Linked DNA regions of Gossypium hirsutum: all the other regions are linked to region 1. Evidence: chromatin contacts called from public Hi-C data. All regions are on one chromosome and are shown on one strand. The core of a region is the stretch at or near the end of the contact, and the rest is flanking DNA. Distances in the headings are between cores, read along the strand shown. Region 1 holds the start of LOC121210886 (4-hydroxy-tetrahydrodipicolinate synthase, chloroplastic). Region 2 holds the start of LOC107893909 (methionine aminopeptidase 1A). Region 3 holds the start of LOC107945613 (3-phosphoshikimate 1-carboxyvinyltransferase 2).

Evidence for each region. A called contact is a pair of places that touch in the nucleus more often than the background predicts.
Region 2: a Hi-C map of leaf shows a contact between it and region 1, with 3 times the contacts expected there. The contact joins the promoter of LOC107893909 here to the promoter of LOC121210886 in region 1. A contact is called at or near these places in 2 of 34 Hi-C or Micro-C datasets (both in leaf).
Region 3: a contact with region 1 is called in a Hi-C map of leaf, with 1.9 times the contacts expected there. The contact joins the promoter of LOC107945613 here to the promoter of LOC121210886 in region 1. A contact is called at or near these places in 5 of 34 Hi-C or Micro-C datasets (hypocotyl and leaf).

Annotation. Positions count from the first base shown.
Region 1 is chrA12:79,084,644-79,089,309 of Gossypium_hirsutum_v2.1, reverse strand. It overlaps LOC121210886 (4-hydroxy-tetrahydrodipicolinate synthase, chloroplastic), which reads right to left and starts at 2,514. Exons shown (of 3, transcript XM_041082762.1): 1 at 2,005-2,514; 2 at 1,358-1,441; 3 at 1-559. The coding sequence starts at 2,090.
Region 2 is chrA12:78,867,965-78,872,630 of Gossypium_hirsutum_v2.1, reverse strand. LOC107893909 (methionine aminopeptidase 1A) reads right to left here and starts at 2,348. Exons shown (of 16, transcript XM_016819055.2): 1 at 1,933-2,348; 2 at 1,636-1,686; 3 at 957-1,142; 4 at 787-862; 5 at 576-623; 6 at 406-450; 7 at 161-260; 8 at 26-77. The coding sequence starts at 2,000. LOC107893911 (probable pectinesterase/pectinesterase inhibitor 36) reads right to left here. Exons shown (of 3, transcript XM_016819056.2): 2 at 4,270-4,593; 3 at 3,391-4,198. The coding sequence ends at 3,507.
Region 3 is chrA12:78,905,861-78,910,526 of Gossypium_hirsutum_v2.1, reverse strand. It overlaps LOC107945613 (3-phosphoshikimate 1-carboxyvinyltransferase 2), which reads right to left and starts at 2,114. Exons shown (of 8, transcript XM_016879681.2): 1 at 1,536-2,114; 2 at 698-942; 3 at 73-226. The coding sequence starts at 1,877. LOC121210881 (transketolase, chloroplastic) reads right to left here. Exons shown (of 7, transcript XM_041082759.1): 5 at 4,517-4,665; 6 at 4,278-4,431; 7 at 3,078-4,155. The coding sequence ends at 3,187.

The sequences.
Region 1 (4,666 bases), core at 1,265-3,764:
CCCACTCCACACTACAATTCCGTTACCTGTATATTGCTCAATTCGGTCATTTCCAACACATTCTTTGATACCAGCCAAGCTAGGACTTTGTGCCACAGTATTGACGACACGCGGAGGAATATCTTGGCCAGTTCGTGACGGGACGTTGTATATGATAGTAGGGCCCATTGGTAGTACACTATTAAAGTGAGAAACCAAGCCCTCTAGAGAGGTTTTGCCATAGTAAGGATTGATGTGAAGAGCGGCATGCATTCCAACAGCAAAACCTTGTTCGGTGGCGTGAATCGCTTCCCTGGTTGAGTTACTTCCCGTGTTACCAATTACTTTAACGGATCCGCCAAAACAGTTGACAGTATGACCGATAAGCATTATGTGTTCATCCCAGCTCATTAGCTGGCCTTCACCGGTTGTGCCACCAACAATTACCCCTTCGGCACCGTTTTCAATCTGCATATTCACCAAACCATCGTATGCTTCGAGATCAAACCTTCCATCAGGTAGATATGGGGTTTTGATGGCTGTTATCAGTCGAAGAGCCTTTATATCTTCGGCCGATGTCCTGGAAAGCATTAGGCAAATCATCAAGAGCAATTATTCTTTCAAAAGAAAGCTTCATTTCCAACAAATCTAAAGCTACATATAAACCATCTCTCCATCAATTAGGACCTACGTTACTCAGACTCAGGTCTGAGTATCAGATACGATTATGAGCACATATATGACACAAGTACAGTTGGATTTTTCTAAGTTACGTATTTGGAGGATCCTTGGAGGTCAGACAAAGGCAGAGGGAGAGGGGGGCAAGCAGTGGCCTTCCTCCCCCCACCCCCCCCCCCCAAAAAAAAAAAAGAGCAATTTCCTGGCTTTGCCCCTGAGGTCATATCCCCATATCCAATTGTTAAAAACAGGTATTTCAAGAAAAATGAAGAGTCCGGGCAGCATAGATCAGGACACGAAAATATTAACAGTCACCACAACTTTATCCCACATACCATATCATCATCATCAAGGACTAATATATCTTATGCATTCACCATGCATGGTGCATTACACAAGTACCAACACCAAACATAAGATAATATTACAAGCACGAAGAGATCCTAATTGAGTTTATGCACAGAAAGGCTCCATAAATAAAGGTTTGAATAACAGAACAATGTCAACAGCACATTCAAAGCACATATCGCTTGTACCAGCTATAAGAAAGATGATAAACAGGTACAATAACACCGCCAACAGTAACATTCCAAGAACGAACATAGGTAGAGATGCAGAGAAACTATAAGCAAATTAACAACAAATTCTTCCCAGCAAAACATCAAACCACATTCAGATAACGAAAAATTTTATTAGCTACCTATTTTTAACCTCGAAGCTACGCATAGGGAGGTGGAAATCGGGTATTATTGCTGCTTGGGGCGACCTCCATTTCACATTTCTCCTGATACAAAGCAAGCGAACAGGATGATAAGCAAATCTCTGTTACCATAAATCATTATCTCCCTAGAGATTTTCGAATTGGTAAGTATATTTTGAAACAAGGAACACTAGCGATCCAATTCAGTAAAACTATAATTACTACTAGCCTATAGTTCATTATAAAATTATATATTTAGAAGTATGTGTTTATATAAACAAAAAACAATACATATAAGTTCAAAAAACCTATTTTACATTAAACGAACTCAAATTGAGTTCTAATTTTTGTTCCCCAGGATCGATCCACATTTAACATAGGAGCAAATAAACTATGCAGATATAAAGTTCAACTAAGATATTAACCTTTGATTATCAGTAGCACCCATCAAGCACTAAATCAAACAAACCCATAATCTTTTAAACAAGTACCAAATTGAACTGTTTTACAAATAAGAAACAAGGAATAATACATGATTATAAAGTAATTAATGAATTCAACAATTACTGCAATTAAAAACAAAGGAAAAAGAACAAATATCTTATCTTAAATAGTGAGTGTTAAATTTTTTTTTTTTTTTAAAATACCTCTTGTAGTTATCGATGCGATGGGAGCGAGGAAACTGGAAGGAAGACTCTCTCAAGCAAGCTCCATAGCTCTTCAAAATAGCCATTTTTAAACCAAATGAAAACAGCAACCCAAAGTCTAGATAACGTTTGAATTTGAGTTGGATAAGGATTTTTATGCTTAGAAATTGAAAATGTGTGGAAAATGAAATAAATGGGAGGTTGATTCAATGAATGGTAATGATGGTGATAACAGTGGTGAAGATGGTCGATCGGAGGAAGACGGCGGAGGTTACGTCACGGCGATGGCTTTGAGCCATGACTTCAGATTCCGGTGATGAGGTGAAGGGGTTGAAGGGGAAACGTAATGGAGGCTGCTAGAAATTGATGTGGGTTTTAGGGTTGGAAATGGCCGCGGCTCTGATTCGTATGCTTTTTGTAGTTTTGTGCCTAATTTCTACATGCAAATTTCGCACCATCTTTTTGACTCGTGGGGCGCAGCTACGGGTAGGGATGATAAATCAAAAATCAAAAATCAAAAATTGATTCCAATTACTCCTAAGATTAGTATACTCAAATCTATATTTTTCTCTATTAATAAAAATATGATTTCAATCGAGATGATAATAATATTAATGTCAATTGATTTAATATGGTAGATATTGATTCGCGTATTTTAAATATGTTTAACATCAGATTCAAGTTAGTATTTAATGTCAAATTTGACTATTGAAATGATGAAATAACTTGATTGATATGATATTGATAATTTAAGTTAAAATTAATGAATAATCTAAATCATTGTTCGATGACATGTGATGATATTATTTTATTGTACATCAATGTTGAGTTTGATCAATGAATAAACCCTTACTTTCTCTCAATTCCAATCAAAATTAACCATTACAAACACTAAACTGACTAACTCAAACTAATTAATTAGAATAGATACGTGTCAAAACCCATATTCTTACATATATTGAAATTCAAATATGATATTTCAATGTTCTCAATGTCTAGATCTTATCATTGAGCTAGTAAAGACCAGTCAACTCGCTCACATAAAATTTGAATGAGCCTTATACATTTATTGTTAAAATATGCCACAAACCTTTGCATTCTTTGTGTATAGAGAATTTAGTGATTGTAATTTTATTTATAGGAATTTAATCTTTTTTAATTTTAAATTCCAGGTTTAATTGTTAATATTATTAAAATTATTTTGTTAAATTTAACATTACAACATCGTTTATTTTTAGTTAAGTTTCTATCAAACGATTATTTTTTATTCTAAAATGTCATAAAAACGGGTTTAATAAAAAAATGTTAACAATTCAGCCTGAATTTTGAAATATAAAAAACAGAAAAACTAAAATTCAAATTTATAAGCCCAAAATTTGAACAATCTTTGTTGAGCCTCATGCATTTATTAACAACTCCCTGATCCAAATAACAAATGGGCCTAAACCCAACCAAGGCCTTACTAATTGGGCTACCCAGAGGTTGTAATAGATTCATAAATAATTCAATTTTATGATGCTCAATAAGAGACTATAATCACTATTATTAAGTTATGTTAAATAAGGATCAAAATTTAAATTAATTTGAATTTACAAACAATAACTCGAATTTTTCAATCTAAATCTAAATTGATCAAGCTTGAAACCATCAAAGATCAGACTTTGAACGCTTTCCAATTTTTAAATCGAGTTTAAGGAAAATGGTAATGGTAAAGAGAAGAGGGTGGAGATAAATATAACATCTTGGAAGCTAAGTTAAAGCTATCCATTTTTGTCTTCGACCTTGACTAGGTAGCTGTTGCGGTGCGAAGGCCAATTTGTTAGCATTGCAACTTGTCACATATGTTCGAGGCTAAAAAGAGGCCAAAAGCAATTTGTCATGGGCTGACTTGCTTTAGGGGCGAAATCAAAAAAAAATTTATGGGGCCAGAATTAAAGAATAAAATTCGGCAAAATGTGAATTTTTTTTATAATATTACAAAATTCAATTTTGTCATTTTTGGGAGTCAAGTCCACTGTCAAATAATTGGACTAAATTTCAAATGTGTTAAGAATGCAGGAACCAAAAGCATAGTTATACCTTTTTATTCGTGGGTTTTGGATATTTGCACCCGCAATTCTCATTCACTTAAAATCACAATGACTAGGATTAGAAAAGGAGGCCCATCTAATTTGGGCCCATAATTTTTCTTATTCATTGTTTGACCTAATAAGCTAAGATGGAGTCTCGATACTGTTGGCAAAGTAGGATGTCTTGTTATATTAATGATCAAAACTTAACTACTACCCTACGTAAATCATGTACTGATTGTTTCTATATTTATTCCGGCTTGAATCATATCACGTGTTGGTCCTTTCTATATATAGCTATTTTGATTTGGCTCGAGATATCAGTTCGATTATGTTGCTTGTAATTGCAATCAAAACTTTGAAAAGAACCAAAAAAAAAAAAAGAATTTTGTTAACCTATTTGATTAAAATCAATGGTTGGTTATGGTCTTAGTTAAGTTCAGTTGTTACTAGTTACTACAATTCATAATCAAATCAACTGACTTAACCAACTTAATATATAATATATTATATTTATATTAAATATTTTTATAATATATAAAAATTAAATCAATTAACTAACTTTACTGATCAAAGTTAAGTTAATTCAATTA
Region 2 (4,666 bases), core at 1,099-3,598, 220 kb after region 1:
AACAGATATATATAGAAGAACTTACGTGCAACAAGACTTTGGGAAGAAATGATAATTGAGAGGTGATGGATAAGCTCCTGCATGAGAGATTACATATAAAGTGAAACCAGATAGATGCACAATCACAAATACATGCAGCAAAATGAAAGTTCATTCCAACCTGCAGCAACAGTAGCCTCATGAACCACTCGATCAATTTCATCTGTTGTTACACCAGGACGGATCATTCGAGCAGCTGCATCCAAAACCTCCCTTGCAATCTAGCAATAGAGATTTAAATACCAAGAGATCTTGAAACAACTCGAGAAAAATTAAAAATCAATTCCAAAGAAAGTTGGATATAACTAAAAATTGAACAAAGGGCTGTGAATCAAAAAACAAAATCAAGTGGAAGATGGAACTTACACGACATGTTTCTCGCATTCTCTCAATTTGATCAGGAGTCTTGATCTTCATACAGACACACCAAAAGTTAATAAGAAAAAAAAGAAGAAGATAAAGTCATAAGGAGCATATAAAGTATATATTATTTGTTCTCTAAGGCTTAAGAAGAGATTTCACTCGCATAAACTTACCTCAACACGATGTTGCCAATCACTGTTCGGCTCAACCTTTGGAACTCCCTGCATATGAAAGGACAACAAAAATATCTTAGAAATGCAAAATCAACACGAAAGAAGAGAGAAAATAAGGTTAGTTGTTCATGAATAGGTCGGTCATCAACAAATTTCCCACTCAATTGCTAATAAGTATTCCATATACACGAACTGATTTCCAAATACTCACATCATTAGCCCAATCAGGCTTATCAATGTGAGCAGGTACATTACGCTTGACAGATATGGGATATGGTCTAAGTGACCTGAACAACAAAGATAATAATAAAAATCAGAAATAACAAGGACCCAAACTTAAAAAGAAAGTGTAAAAGAGGGACTACAATCTTAGACAAGTACCCTGTCCAATTAAAAGGAGGAAGTTTCGGAGTCCGACTTTGTCCTTTCCTCAAGCAATATAGCCAACCCTCACTAGCTAAATCAGAGTTTTGTCCACCAGCACCATCTGTACCAAGTGAAGACAGCTTTGCCTTCAAATGAACTGACTTGTGTGAGCTCCAAGAAGCCTTGAAACAATCCTGAGTGCTGTCAATAAAAACAACACCATTAAAGAAGAAAAGGGTTACATTCTTCTATTAGTCCCTATACTTTGTGAAATTTGAGGATTTCGTCCCTACTTCAATTTGATGTTCAAATTAGTCAATTTTAGTCTAGTCCTTACCCAAACAGTAACACTTAAATCTATTTGGATAAATTCAATTGCTAGTACTGTATTATGTATAGGTTTGTAGATTTAATTCATATTCTCCAATTGGATCATTTAAGTCCCTATACTTTTTGAATTTTGACATTTTAATACTAACATAAATGATAATAGTTAATTCACTAACTGGATTTTTAAAGAGTACTATGTGGAAATAGTAAAGCTAACACAATATTTAATATACCATAATATGTTTGCCTCATCAAATTTTGAAAATAGCATAACTTAATAAATTTAACAGTTATCAGACAGAAATTTTAATTTTTGAAAAGTACAGCGACTAAATAAAAATCTACAAGAAAAAGATATACATACCAGAAGGCAGCACCTTCACGAGGAAGCTTTAACTGCACACACTTAGGACACCTACAGACAATAAGCTATATCATTAACAAAAGGATTCAGCTTAATTGTAAAGTTCATCACTATTAACCAAATACAGCTCAATTCACATTTTTTTATGCTCAAAATAATTTAAAAAAAAAACACTATAAACCAATTACAAGCTAATTCAAAATATCTCACAAATTTGAAAGCTACCCAATGTTAATTACACCAAAAAATTTGATATTCTAAAAATGATAATATCTTAAAGCGAAAACAATAACATACTGAAGGCTAGCAGGATTGCTACAACGAGCACATGAAAGCGTCTCCGCCGCATCAGAGCCACCAGCCATTGGACCTTATGTATAAGATTGAACCACCCGGTTCAATTCAAAAATAAATTAAAAGGAAAGAACCAATAAACTATTACTGAATTGTCTGTGATTGAAAAAATAAATTGGGGAATTTTTTTATTGAGAAAATTAGGGTTAAACTTTTATAGTAATAAATAATCTGGGTTCCACTAACAAATCCCTAAAAACTTAATAAAATTTCTCCCCAATCTATTTATCTGCCAGCGATTTTTAACTTAAATTACGATTGACAATGAAAGAGTTAGAAAATTGAAATTTCAGCCCAAAATGTACAATCTTGTCTTAAAAAAAACCTAATTGTCGGCTCAAGGAAGATAAAGCTCTAGTCTTTTAGGGCTTTTGGAATTTTAAATCTTTTTATTTGGAACTAGGGCTTTGAATATTCATAGCTTTTGGGCTTATCTTGCATCTTCGGCTTTTCTATTTTTGTTTTGGGTACATTAACGTTTTGGACACTTAAATTGGTTATAAAATAGTCACTAAATTATTTAAAAGTTTTTTATAAGTCACTAGATTGTTAAAATTATTATTGTATGGCATTATCTGTTTGCACCATCTGCACCAATAGAAAGCTCCCATTCTCCTTTTTTTTATATAGTTCTGTTGTTTTTTATATTGTTTGAACGTTACAAATTTGCAAACTAAAATTCAAATAAAATTTTTTTCTGATCATCAGATTGACATGGATTTAAAGTATGTTCTTCTACTCATCGATGAGCATTAATCCATCGTATTAATCGTTAAATCGTCGCTTGAAACTCACAAGTTAGACTTAAAAAAAAGAACTTAACAACACAGTGACTTAAAGAAAACTTTTGAGTGATTCACTGACCATTTTGTAATTTTTTTAAAATTAAAGTAACTAAAACGTAAATTTACTAGTAATTTAGTTAGATTAAATTATTTTTTAGAGAAAATGTTTCGATTGTGTTTGATAAATTGAATTCGAAGATGGCTTATATAGGAAAATAGATTGGGTTTAGAGGCTAGAAGATTCTACGAGATATATAATAAACTTTAGGAACATTAGAGTTTACTTAGAGACACTATTATCGGTTGCTCATTTGATTATATTGGTAAGTATAGTGACTAGTTTATTGATCCTGCAACAAGGGATAGGTGATAGTCTTAACCCCAAAATAGTAAAAGTATCTTGTAATTTCTTCAAATTTTAAAAAATCACATGCTTGACAAAGCTATCGAGTCTTGAGTATCTATTTATATTTATACTATATTTAAGTTATTTAATTTCACAAGTATTTACTACAAATCATATTTTAGCTTTATATAAAAAATATAAAAATTAATTTAAACTTCAACTCTTAATTAATCACAATTATCTTTTAAACTTTTATTAATAATACTAAAATAACATACAATTTAACCCATAAAATATTTTAGCTATAATTTTTAGATTAAAACTTTTAAAGGCATTATTATCACATCACAAAAACATTAACAACATTACAATAAGAAACCATTAAATTAAAGCCTTGAATTAAAAGGCACACCAGTCTCTGGAATCCATAGCTCTCCTTGTATGAACCTATTCACCGTAAAAGGGTTAGCCTCTTCGGCCCGGTTGAAGACATGAAAACCGGGCCACTTCACTCGATTCCCGATCGAAGCACCATTCCCTGTGTTCCTATACTCCGCATAATACAACGTTGACAACGCAAAGCTGCCGCTCCATTCATTCCATCCCTTGGGGTCGATTAAACCGTCAAGGTCCGTCTTCATGAACACCGTCCTTGAATACTTCTTCCATGGCCTACCTAAGTAACTCTTGAACAAATGCTTGACCGAATCGAAATCGGGTGCTGGCCTCACTCGGGATTCCACGATTGAAATCCCTGTGTTCTCGTTGGGATCGTCTCTCCCTTGTGCCGTTACCATGTTGGATTGATGGTCCATCGGTCTTTTGACAAAGATGTCGCAGTTTTGCAACACGGCCGAGGCGTCACCAAATATGTAATCGATTGTGCCGTGTATGTGACAGTCTCGGTAAAATTGTCGCAGCGAGTGGAGGAAGAGACTGTCTTGGTAACCCTTGATGCTACAGCGGTAGAACACAGAATGATCGGAACTTACCCTTAATGCCACAGCTTGATGTTTATGCGGACCGGCAGTGTTCTCAAATGTCACGTCCCGTGCCCAAAAACCATCCCCGGAAACACCTACAAAAACAAAAAACTGAATTAAACGCATCCATATCATCAAATCTAAAATTTGAACTCGAGTTTCTTACCGAATGTTGCGGAGCCATAAGTAGTGGAACCATCCGGTACATTTCGGTTACCAGTTACGATTGTTTTGTCCATGCCATCGCCGACCAACATTATGTTTTTAAGGTTCTTGTCTATGTCTACTTTCTCATTATACACCCCTGCTTTCACATAAATGATTACCCTTGGACGACGGTTGTTACCTATCCTAGCAACGGCGGCCACCGCATCATTGATCGTTTTGTGAGTACCGGAGCCATCTTTTGACACGACAAAATCAGCCTTTGAAGTTGTTGGGTTCCATGATGTTAAGAGTTTCCCACCGAGTCGTGGTCTATGCATTAGCTCTGTCGAGAACAGAACAAATAGGTAATTTAGTAAGTAGTAGGTTTCTATGCAAAAGAACCAGTCCAATAAAAG
Region 3 (4,666 bases), core at 865-3,364, 180 kb after region 1:
CAAAAATATATCGTGAATATAGGCAACAACACTAGAAGCACTTGAACATAACAAAAATGATTTAAACCGTACCTTTCCCCCGGGAAGACCACCCTTTCCTTCTATACGAACAGGGGGACAATTCGTGCCAAGAATGCAATCAACATCAGCACCGAGCTGCTTAAGACCAGTAACTAAGTCCCCGATCGGCCTCTCTCTCATTCGGGGTACGCCATCAAGTACGTAGCTAAAGAGAGACATGTAACATATATCCATTAACTCGAAACCAATACACAAAACAAAGAGCATCAACATATAAGCATATATAGTTCCATGAGTATGAAAATGGTAAAAGTACCATGGAGGTTCTATACTAGGAGTAGAATTGCATTTTGCCTCCTCTACTCAAAAAATAGAAAATTAATCCCTGTACGCTAGATCAAAGAGCAAACCAGTCCTTCTGTTAAATAATTTCATCCATTTTGCCTTCTAGAATATTAGTCCCTGCCACGCCAGTTTTAACAGTAAAAACGGATAAAAATTTTAACAAAAAGAACCAATTTGCTCTTTGATCTAATATATAGAGACTAATTTGCCGAATAATATGCAATCTAACTCCTAGTACAGGGGCCTCCATGATACTTTTACCCTATGAAAAGCTAATGTCAATCATAAGGAATCATCGACTATAAAACATGATTTTCTTATAGGGACAGACCTCGAATTGCCACCGGCAGCTGTAATAGCGGCAGTAAGTGGTCGCATTGCAGTTCCAGCATTCCCGAGGAAAAGCTCTATTTCTTGACCTTCACCTTTTCCGACTGGAAACTGACCACCACAACCTTCAACAATGGCTTGTTTCTTTTCACTATCATGTTTCACATACAGACCAAGTTTACCCAAAGCAACAAGCATGTGATGAACATCATCACTGTTCAACAAATTTTCAACCACAGTAGTTCCCTACATATCAAACAAAACATTAAAAACATATAAGGATATGGCATTACCAAGTTTTGAATTTAATCCCTCTCTATTACCAAAGTTGTGAATTTAATCCATGTACTTTAATTTAGTCATCTTTAGAATTAATACTTTTTAAAATTTTAAAATTTCGGTCAACTGCTAAATTTATTAAGTAATTTTCAAAACCTAATGCGACAAACATATTATCATTCGTGTAATGCTATATCAATTTGTTATTTTACATGTTACTCAAGTATTAACCAATGTGGAAACTTCAAATTTCAAAAGCATAAGGAGCTATAATGATCCAATGCTAGAAAATTATTTTAAGGAAACCAGAAATGAATAAAAAATTTGAGGACCAAAGTAAAATTTTACCATTATACTAACTTAAAAAAAGGAGCTATATGGGAAATTTTCATTTTGCCCCCTCCCTTAGAGAACATGTGCTAGTAATTGAATATAACCAAAAGGATTTAAATTATATAAATTAAAATTAAAAAATTCGAATGAAATTAAAGGACTAAATCCATAACTTTCGCAAAGTAGAAGGACAAATACCAAAATTTAACCAATGAAAATCAACATACCTCAGATAAAGCAGCTAAGAGCAGGATCCGATTAGACAATGATTTAGACCCAGGTAACTTAACAGTACCCGAAATTTCATTAATTGGTTGAAGCACAATCTCTGAAGCTCTAGATGGTTTCTCAGCTGTTGCTGTTGAAGCAGAAACCTTCAAAGACCGAGCCTTTATTGACCCAAATTTCCCATTGTTCTTCACAACCAAACCCCAAGAACTTGTCTTTCCATTGAGATTTGATTTGAATGAAACAAAAGGAACATGTTTGGGATTCTGGGTTTTTGAAACATTGGGAAGAACACATGTTTTTTGTGTTCCATTGTAGATTTTGCCAACCTGCGTTGCCATCTCTGTCTCAAACACTCACTTTTCTCTTAGAAACAAAGTTTTTAACTTTATTTCTTTAAATTGAGATTTGATGGAGTTTTTGGGATTAAAAAAGGAAGCTTTTTTGGTGATGGTGGTTGTTGGATTGAATTGAGTGGAAGAAGGGTTTTTTTCACCAACAACCAAAATCTAAAGGCTAGGAGAAAATGGGGTTGGTGTGGGAATTAGCTTTACCAAACCCCCTCAATTTTAATTGTTGTCTTAATGGGTCCACACTACAGGTACTATTGATATAAACCCAATTTTATTTTGGATTCATTTTAGATTGCAATTATTTTAATATAAAATTATGATTTATTTTAATTTTAATTTTTCGACATTTTTTAGAGATTGAGATTTGGATGGATGGATGGGTGGGTGGCTGGGTAGGTAGGTAGATATAGGAGTTGTTTAATTTTTAAAGCGTGCAAATAACCGAAGTTTGCTTCATTATGCTGCTACTGCTAAAAGTACCTTGTCTTTTATATTAGGATAGACTTTCTATTTTATTTCTTTTTAACTCGAAAAATAATTAAATTGGCCTTCATATAAATTGAATTTTTGATAAAAAAATTTTATTATTAAAAATTGATATAACTAACAAAATAACTAAACAATTGCATTTGACATATCACGTGTACTATATTTTGATGTACAAAGACTAATTTTTAACAATAAAATTGGATGAACTTTTTAATAGAAAGACCAGTTTCCTCTTTGATCTAACGTACAAAGATTAATTTACCTATTTTTTATGTAGACGAAGCAAAATGCAATCTGAATCTTAATATAAAGACCTTCTTGATACTTTTATAGTCACATAATCAATATAATTACTTAATTTAATGTAAATTTGAACCTTGAAAAAGATATTGCTAGTGGTGAACTTGATAATTAAATCAACTTTAGTATCTATTATTTTTAATCAACTTCGATTCTTGAACTTGATAGCTAAGTCCATTTTAACTTGACAAATATAAAAACTTGATGTCATGACAAAATTTTAGAGTGCTACAACGTCAAAACTTAGTTGACAAGTTCCTAAATATCAAATTTGAACTAATTGTGAAACTCAGGCCCTAAAAGTAATATTAACCCTTTTTTTTAAAAGCAAGATTATCAACTCTTTCTTGCGTATAAGCATTTAAAGCAGCAAGAAGTGATACAAAAACTATGGGAAAATAGTTCAAAGAGGAATTACAAATTCATAAACATATAAAATCACAAAGCAACATAAGAAATTTGGATGATTCCTTTTATTATTAAAAACAAAAAAAGTCACAAAAGGCACCTAATAATGCCAGCAAAGTTCCTTTGCTGCTGCAACAACAGCCTCTGGTGTTAAACCGAATTCTTTGTATAATCTACCAGCTGGTGCACTTGCCCCGAACCGATCGATTCCGATTGCCTTCCCTTTCGATCCCACAATCTTTTCCCACCCAAAAGTTGATCCCGCCTCAATACTTACCCTAGCTGATACACCAGATGGTAAAACACTTTCTTTGTAGGCGTCTGATTGATTATCGAAGAGTTCCCAAGAAACAAGGGAGACGACCCGAACAGCTTTTCCAGCCTTCCTTAGTTCATCGGCAGCTTTAGCGGCAATTTCCAGCTCAGAGCCAGTTCCGATCAGGATTATGTCAGGGTTGTTTCCTGAAGAATTGTCTGATATTATGTAGCCACCTTTTTCGACCCCCTTGATGGAAGTTCCGGGTAGTTGGGTTAGTTTTTGTCGAGAGAGTGCGATAATGGAGGGAGTGTTCCTGTTGAGGATAGCAACTTTGTATGCACCGGCAGTTTCGTTTCCATCAGCTGGACGAAGCATGAAAACATTAGGCATTGCACGGAGGCTAGCTAAGTGCTCGATTGGTTGGTGGGTTGGTCCGTCTTCCCCGAGACCAATGGAATCATGGGTCATAACGTAAATAACTCCCGCTTGACTCAATGCAGACATCCTAATAGCAGCTCTCATGTAGTCAGTGAAAACGAAGAAAGTAGCACAGTACGGAATAAGTCCGGGGCTGTGATGTGCAATGCCATTGCAGATGGCTCCCATTCCGTGTTCTCTAACACCGAACCTAAGATTACGTTCCTCGGGGGTGTCTTTCTGGAAATTACCATACATTTTGAGCAAGGTCATGTTGGAAGAAGCAAGGTCTGCACTTCCACCAAAAAAACCAGGGAGTACTTTTACGAGAGCATTGAGATTTTGTTGAGAGAGGTTTCTGGTAGCATCAGCGGGGCTCTCCGGAGTATATGTCTGGAAATTCGCAAAAAGAAAAAAGCTCATTTTTTATACGAAGAAAGATTTGTCTAAGAATTCAAGTGTTCGACTAAATTTAGTCGGGACTCAGGACTTGGGACAATAAGAGGGGTACTCACTGGAAGTGCCTTCTCCCATCCGGCCGGTAGTTCACCGGTGATGATTAATTTGAGCTCTGCAGCTTCATCTTTGTATTTCTTCTCGTATTCAGCAAACTTTGCATTCCATTCTGCTTCAAGGGCAGCTCCCTGTTGGACAAGGCGACTCCAATGCCTGCAAATATGGTAAGAAAGTTTCGAACACCAAACAAGAAAACATAATCAAATGCATATATTGAAACCTCTACAAATCTCCTCACCCTTTAACATCTTCGGGTACATGGAATGGCTCGTGTGGCCACACAAGGTTTTTCCTAGTAGCATCCACTTCCTTGGCACCCAATGCACTACCGTGAACGCTGTACGAGTTTGCCTTGTTTGGAGATCCATAACCAATAGTGGTTGTCACC